Regions from separate parts of the Manis pentadactyla genome. Here region 1 is linked to region 2. Evidence: chromatin contacts called from public Hi-C data. All regions are on one chromosome and are shown on one strand. The core of a region is the stretch at or near the end of the contact, and the rest is flanking DNA. Distances in the headings are between cores, read along the strand shown.

Region 1 (3,835 bases), core at 370-2,869, 390 kb after region 2:
CCACACTCACCAACACCAAATGTTTAATTAAGCTGCTTCTGCCCAGGGCAGGAATGTGCCTACAATATTTTCTAAATTACATAAAACTGAAAAATCCATTGAATTGAAAAATCTATGATGCTGTGTCTTAATGCAGGAACAGTTATGAAGAGAGTCAGAATCCAAATTCCCTCTCCAAAATTTCAATTTCAATTCATTCTCCTAAGAAAATTGACTACAAATTTTATCTTACCTTTATGACCATGGAGAGGAATTTATAGCTTACATCATTAAACTATATAAATATAAATTATTATTGTCTCATCTACAATAATCAGCCTACTGAATCTCAATATGGATCTTCCAATAAGTATTTCAGTAGCTCTGTTAGAATTAAAACAAATAGTAAATAATTTTGTCGAGGGCTAAACTATGTCAAGTCGTCTTCAATACTGTTTAGAGAATGCAACTAAAAACACTTAAGGTAGGGGAAGAGGAGCAAAACAAAATCTAAACAGTTTCATCTTTTATAAGTGTTAGAAAAGAATGGGGCTAGGTGGGAAAAAAAACAACAAATCCTTTGTGGTTGAAGGAACTGGAATGGAATTATCTCCTACGAAGTGGAAAAGGATGGTTTGGAAGGCGAATGGGCAAGTGTTGAAAGTCAAATTTTTTGGAGAAAAAGAAATGAAGAAAGATAAAATACAAAAGGGGAGAAGGTGGGACCAGATTATAGGAAAAGCAGAAGTACGGCAGAAAAGAGATGAGGCTGGGCAGAAGCATAAATGAGAAAGGCAAACTATGGAAAATGACCCGGTGGAAAGAAGAGAATGAATGGTATGTAAGGCAGAAATGAAGCTGGGAGTGGGGAAGATTACTGGGTCCAGGATTCAGCAGAGGAAAGAGATGGGCGTGGGGAGAGTGGGTGGGAAGAGGCTGCGGGAATGAGAACGAAGGTGCAGAGACGCTGATGGAAGGAGGGGCCAAGGCTAGGGCCGAGGTGGCAGTTAAGGACGGAGCTGGGCACGGAGGGGTCTGGTGTGGGAGAATGTGCTAGGCACGGAACCTCCACAGACCTGCGGAGTAGGGTGGGGAAAACAGTGATCCCGAGGGAGACGGACAGGGGATAGAGAAGCCGAGCTGCAAGCAAGGGCGCGACCAGGAACACTGATAACAGAAGACAACAGCCAGCCGGGCTGGAGTGGAAAAAATCTAGCGGGATGGAGCGGAGGGCCAAGGACAGGAGAGAAAGGATAAAGCTGGGTGGCGCAGGACGACGAAATCGCGGCGAAGAGGAAAAAGGGTAGGGGCAGAGACATATTTATGGGGGAGAGGACAATCTTGAGAGGAGAAGCATAGAGGCGGACTAAGCGGCGAGCCCGTGGGGGCCGCCGGGGATGGAGGCAGGTGGCGGTTGGGCAGAGAAGTCCTCACCGTGGAGTCCGTAAAGGACATGCCCGGGAGAAAGGGCAGGCCGTGCACAGGGTTGGACACCATCTCAGCAGTTGGCGCCGCCGTCACCACCTCTGTCCGGTTTGGTCGTCCCCGGTTGCCCGGGCGACGAGCCGCGTTTGTGGGCCCCTTGAAGCTCCATGGTAACGCCAAACAACCTGAGCTGCCGTGCGGGGAGGGCGGGGCCCGAGGGGCAGTAGTAACGGATATGCGCGTGCGCCGCACACGGGATTCCGCGCTCTGGCGATAGGCTGGCCGCGGCGGTTAGTGGGCCACGCGCCTCTGGCCCCGCCCCCCAGCTCCTGGCGTTGGGACGCCGGGAGCTGGGGGGCGGGGGAGGAGGTGACTGAAGAGGCCGCAGTCGTCGCGGTGAGGCCCAGGGTGGGCCGTCGGTGAGCTCCTGCCCGCTACCGCCCTAGGCCTCGCTGCGCCCCTCCTGCGCCGACAGCCCCGGCCCTGTGATCCGAGCTCTCGGAGGAGGCAGTTGTCACATTTCACCCTGAAGTGTAAACGGTTGGTTCTGGGTGAAGTGTTACCTGTCCTGACCCGTGCTTATTGGGGCAGGGGCTGCGAGTTATTCATGGTTGTACCCTGTTGCTCAAGGGTGCTAACTGATCGAATGCAACCGTCTCGTCCCTAATCCCCCCACTTCGGCATTCCCTTTTTTTCCCCACCGTCACCTCTCTCTTCTGTCAATCCCTGCCGTTCTGCACCATCTCGATTCTTACTCGCTTCAGGACACTCTATTTGTTGACTGACAACCTACAACGGGTGCTCACCTAAATTCTCTTCATCTCTAGTTTGTACCTACTTGCAGCTGCCATGAAAAAATCAGAACCACAAAAAGAAACGCATCTCCTTCAGAGGAGACTGTCATAAGAAAGAAGCGAGTAAGTGCAGTGAAATACTGTCAGGATCTAGGTATTCTCTTTTACTTGAAAGCTTCATCATCTATTCAGGACAGAATCTCTCAAAGTTCAGGATAAACCTAGGCTTGCCAGTAGAGTAAAATGAGAGGACCTATTTTCTTGGGTAGTGGTTGATTACTATATTATTATCTGTTTTTGAGTTTCTGTGTAAATGTTTTTTTTTTCTGTTAATGATGCTAATGTATTGCTAAACAAGATCTAAATTAAAAAAGGAAAAGAAAAAAATATTCTCTTTGGTGCTTTTTACGAAACTTTTTAAAAGCATATTCCTTAAGTGAAATGTAATCCTGTTCCTGAAACATTTCCAGGAAAGAAAAAAAAGCTATCCATAGGAGCCGAGGGGCTTAAAATAGAAACAAAAACCAACCCAAACCTAGGTGCCCAGACATTGTATTCATTAGGTCTGAAGTGGAGCCTAGGAATCTGATTTTTGTAACAGCTGTTTCTGATAATGAGCCATTTTAGACACATGATAGAGTGGTAAGCCTGACACAGAAGGCATAGCTCCATGCCATGGGGAGTTTATTGCCAGCACAGACAGCAGCTTTAGTTCTGCTTCTTGTCGAGCAAATCCCCCTGCTGGGTTTCAGTAACAGGCGTGAAGTTCAGGGGGCCCAGGACATGAGTCCACTAGTGGCACCTGAAGCCGTTATTGCTGGCTGTCTACCATACCCTGTCCAAAATTTCTTTTCTAACTCTTCCTCTCCCCTTACTATTTCTGTTCTTCTTGTCTACCACCCCCACCACTTTTTCTTTTACCTTTAAAAAAATTGCCATTTTCTATTGGTATATTACCTTAATGCAGGCATTTAATAAATTTTTTAATCAAATGATTATTATTGTTGAACTTACTGAAAAAATTATAAAAGCATGTATTGCATTATATTTTAGCCACTGACCTAGGATGAAAGCCAGCCACTGGGATAATATTTCAAGACTTGAAGTTCAACCTTCAAAGACAGGATGTTTCTCCTACTTCTTTCAACATCACTGATGCTGAGTACCCAGCATAACTGGTAACTATAATCCTTGCTGACTTTTTCATGATAACCTTAAACTCTTACCAGTTAATATGTTCCCTTTCTCCCGTCATTCAAAGTAAGTCCATGGCATTAGGATACATGTCAAAGAGCCCTTCTGGACTAACTGCATGGCCCCACTTGGCTCTATATTCCCTGGGTTGGTTAGGAGGGAGTCCCTGGGGGCTAGAAAGAGTGAGACATGCCTAAGCCTACTGTCTGTTGTAGCATGTTTCTATTTGAGGGTGCCCTTTGTTCAAATGCCTTTCTTTCCCAGAAGAGCACACTTGTTGAATGGTTAACAGGGTGTGTTTTAACTACTTTTAGACCCTAGAAATGCATGGTGAAGAAACTTCTGTTGGCTTACAACCTTGTAAAAATGCCATCACCTCTGAGGAAGGGAAGCCAGGGAGTGTTGCGTCAATGCTAAAAAGCACAGGGACAAGTTTGTGAAGA
Region 2 (3,684 bases), core at 165-2,664:
TCGGAGAAGCGCACCAGACAGCGGCAGTAACTGCGGGCCCGGCGTACGGCAGCCATCTTCGCGGGGCAGGAGGCCAGACCGGGGCGCGCTGGAGCGGCGGCCGGGGACTCGCGGGGCAGAAGAACGCCCGCGGCCAGGCGAGGCAGAGAAGCGCGCGAGCCCCACAGCGTCGGCCCTGGAGGAGACGCCGGACGCCGCTGCGGAGCTGCCCCTCTGCCGCCGAGGCGTGCGCCGACGTAGCGAGCGTGCGCAGTGCCGTCGCCGCCGGCGCCCCCGCTCGCGTGCACGGCTCTTCGGCCCGCGCGCTGCCTGGAGGAGGGCCGCGGGGCTGGGACGTGCTGTGTGCGCGAGGCCCACCCGGAGGCCAGCTCACCGATTTGCCGAAATCCAAACAAGACCCACGCAGCGGCCCAGTGAATGCTTATGCAAGGTGGAACGCGCGTAACCTCAAAAATGTCTGTAACTCAAATGGAGGGTTGAGACCCTACGGCAAGCAGCCCTAAAGGGCATCAAACGACGCTCGGGACGGTCGCTGCATGGTCGTCGGTGACTCTGGCTAGAGCCACCCCAGACGTGCAGGGAGTGAAACTCCACTACAGCCACAGGCTGTTAGAGCAACTTAACTTTTCAAAAGCACGGGTCTGGAGGTCGAGGAAAAGATTCTGTTTGGAAGAAAACTCAGCGACTGCCAAGCCCTGTCGCACTACGGATCCCATCATGCAACGGGGGCATGACGCTAAGACTCCAGGGCCTCGAAACCCGAGTCCTGCGGGGACTGCGCCGACGAGACCTTGGGGTTTGTAGTCCGCTGTTTCGCGTAGCGCGCTGGACTCTGCACATGGTATTCGCCCATCCTCTTAAAGCTCAAACACCTGGTGTCACTTCCACAGCGGCCACTCATCAAGCGATATATATATATATATATTTCCACATTTCACATTGTTTTAAATACGAAATTATACATGCTCTGTTGAAAAACTACAGTTTTACAGCCTCTTCGTTCTGCAAACATGTACGGAGCTTCTGAAGTTTCTAAAGTTTCTATTAGGTGCCAGATTGTAATAGTGGTCAGGATTCCAAAACCCTATCTGTGTTCAATAAGTTCACAGAGTTTAAAGCTCTTGGCTATCATTTTATTCTAGAAATCTTAGAAATGCAGTACGTCTTCTGCAGACAAAGATGAAAAAGGAGACGGGGGCAGATGGTGAGCTTCAATAAGGAAGCCCAACTGCTGTCTTTTAATATTAGGATCCATCCTTCGGATGAGTATGTTCGGAAGGGCATGTTTTATTTGCATCCTAAATCAGCTACCTATGAATAGTACCTTCATGTTTAACGGAGGCCAAAAATGTAATAATTTTTAGCTTTCAAAGGCGGCTTTAGGGCTTAGGTCTTTTAAGGATGATTTTCCTCCCAATGACTATAATTGGATTTTGAAATTTAAATCGGGGGGAAAGATTAGATGAAAGGATTTGTAATAGAAGAAAATGATATATGTGATTCATGAATACAAAACATCAGTTTTGCAGATGAAGAATGAGGTACTGAAATATTTTCCGAACTGGTCTATTACATTAAACATACTGAATACTAATTTATCTTGGTCAGTTAACACAGAAGATTTCTATTCTAGCATATAAACAAAGCTTAATAAAATAACTAGTATTTGTAACAATAACTTAAGCACCTACTTTATATATAAACACAGTTTACTACCTTAGCCATTTTTTAAAATGTTATGTGTCACAGCTACAAATTTAGTATTTTAGATCACTATCCTCTGTATCCACTAGACCTCTTTACAGGGTTATATTGTCGCATCACGTTATATTTACAAGGTTATCATTTTCCCCAGGCTGGAACTGCTGACCTAATCCATTTACCAACTCAGTGAACCCTTGTTAAAAGTAGAACAAGACAGTCCTTCTATTTTCCAGGTAGACTTGCTTGGACAACTGAATTGAACTAAAACCAGTTATTTTAGGTATTTTTTAAAAAATCACTTTTCATGGGTATAGTATATGATTTGTTAGGCTCCCTCGTTTCCCTATTTTTTGATAATGACTTTCCATTTTCATTTGCCATGTAGTTTGGGTATTATATAGGTAAATATAAAGGTAAATAAATGTTAGACATTTACAAGATAGCCAGATGACCCTGTCCCATTTGGGACAGGAAGTCTAAGGAAGTTTGACTGTCTTATATCTTACATCAAAAGGAGGAATAAAAGAGGGATTCAGGACATCTGCATAGAGTCTTTAGGAAAAAAACAATGTCATCAGTTCTTAGAATTCAAAAATAAAAATAGGGAGAAAAAATTGATACGGTGGTTAGCTGGGGGATTTAAACTCAGAGAAAATTAGACTGTTTCCACCTGGATGAAAATGCAATCCTTCAAACTAAAGTTGCTAACAATGTAAAAACTCTTAGGGTTCAAATAAATGCTAACTGGTAATCAGTTGTGTTTTATTTTAAATATTTTTTATTGTGGGAAATAATATATAACACAGTTTACCACCTTAGCCATTTTTGAGTATACAATTCAGTGGCATTGATTTCATTCACAATGTCGTGCAACTTCAGTTACGTTTTTTAAAATGTTTTCAGGAAAATTATTTCCCCATGATTACCTAAAATGAAATGTTCTCCGAACGTGCATCGAAGCCTCCAGTTCTAAATTTTGAGGCCTTATGAGGCCGATCTGCAATAAGAAGGGCGTTTGGTGCGGGAGGTCGCGTTCGTGGTCAGCTCCTCGCTGGAGTCCCTGGGCCGACAAGGAGCGCAGTGGCCGGGCGCCCCCGGGCGGCGGGGACGCGGTGCAGAGACGCGCTGGGCCAGCGAGGGGAGCTGCAGGGTAAGTTTTCCCAGGGAAAGCGGCCGGTCGTCCCCACCAGAAGCCTCCCTGCCTTTTGTTTGTTTTCCTGCTGGAGGCTGGAGAGCGGCCGGGTTCCTGCGCTCCACCATGCGCCGCGCGGTCCGTGCGTCTCGCCGGACCTCCTGGGCGTCCCTGCCCGGCCCCCTCGGCCTGTCCTAGCAGGGATCGCTCCCATCCCCAGCTCCCGAGCAGGCTGCTGCGCCCCACTCGCCGAGGAGCTGCGCTCACCGCAGGGGCGGCCCCCACCTGCGTTCGCGGCGCCAGTAAGTAGGATCCGGGATTTAGGGGCTTCTGCCGGTCGACCTGTCACTCGGGGTGATGGACTGGAGCTGCGGAGGGACCCCTTTCTCGTGTCTCCTCACGGGATTGGAGGGGGTGGAAGAGGCGAACCGGCTGTAGTTTCTCTTCGAGGTCCTGTGGGTCTCTCCCTTTTGGCATGAAAACTCTGGTTTCTTGGGAGTCTGGAAGATTTTGCTGAGTGGTTTACCGTTCAGTGTTAAGAGGGGAAAGATCTTGCTGGATTTGAAGCCCCTTTAGCAGGATGCGGAGGACTTGCTCTTGGAATTTTCCGGACTAGGCCTTTGGCTGTCCCGCAAGGGGTCTGAGCAAGGATCCTCACACATTGATGTGCAACCATTTTTCAGAGGGTTTCTTTCTGCTCTGATTTTTTTCATAATAATCTGAGTAGATGTTATGAGAGGGATGTCGAAGGGTTTTCCAGAACAACGTGTCTTTTGTAATGTGTCTTTTAAAAGTTTGATGCTATCCCTGAGGGCTTTTACTTTTACTTTCAAATATTAAAGTAGATT

Evidence for each region. A called contact is a pair of places that touch in the nucleus more often than the background predicts.
Region 1: a contact with region 2 is called in a Hi-C map of skin fibroblasts, with 2.9 times the contacts expected there. The contact joins the promoter of EFHC1 here to the promoter of LOC130681353 in region 2. A contact is called at or near these places in 2 of 3 Hi-C or Micro-C datasets (fibroblasts and skin fibroblasts).

The regions. Positions count from the first base shown.
Region 1 is chr16:21,012,651-21,016,485 of mManPen7.hap1, forward strand. EFHC1 (EF-hand domain containing 1) reads right to left here and starts at 1,620. Exons shown (of 10, transcript XM_036916391.2): 1 at 1,414-1,620. The coding sequence starts at 1,476. LOC130681190 (a long non-coding RNA gene) reads left to right here and starts at 1,634. Exons shown (of 7, transcript XR_008994254.1): 1 at 1,634-1,944; 2 at 3,252-3,376.
Region 2 is chr16:20,625,081-20,628,764 of mManPen7.hap1, forward strand. LOC130681353 reads left to right here and starts at 1,415. Exons shown (of 2, transcript XM_057494251.1): 1 at 1,415-2,854. FBXO9 (F-box protein 9) reads right to left here and starts at 217. Exons shown (of 13, transcript XM_036916373.2): 1 at 1-217.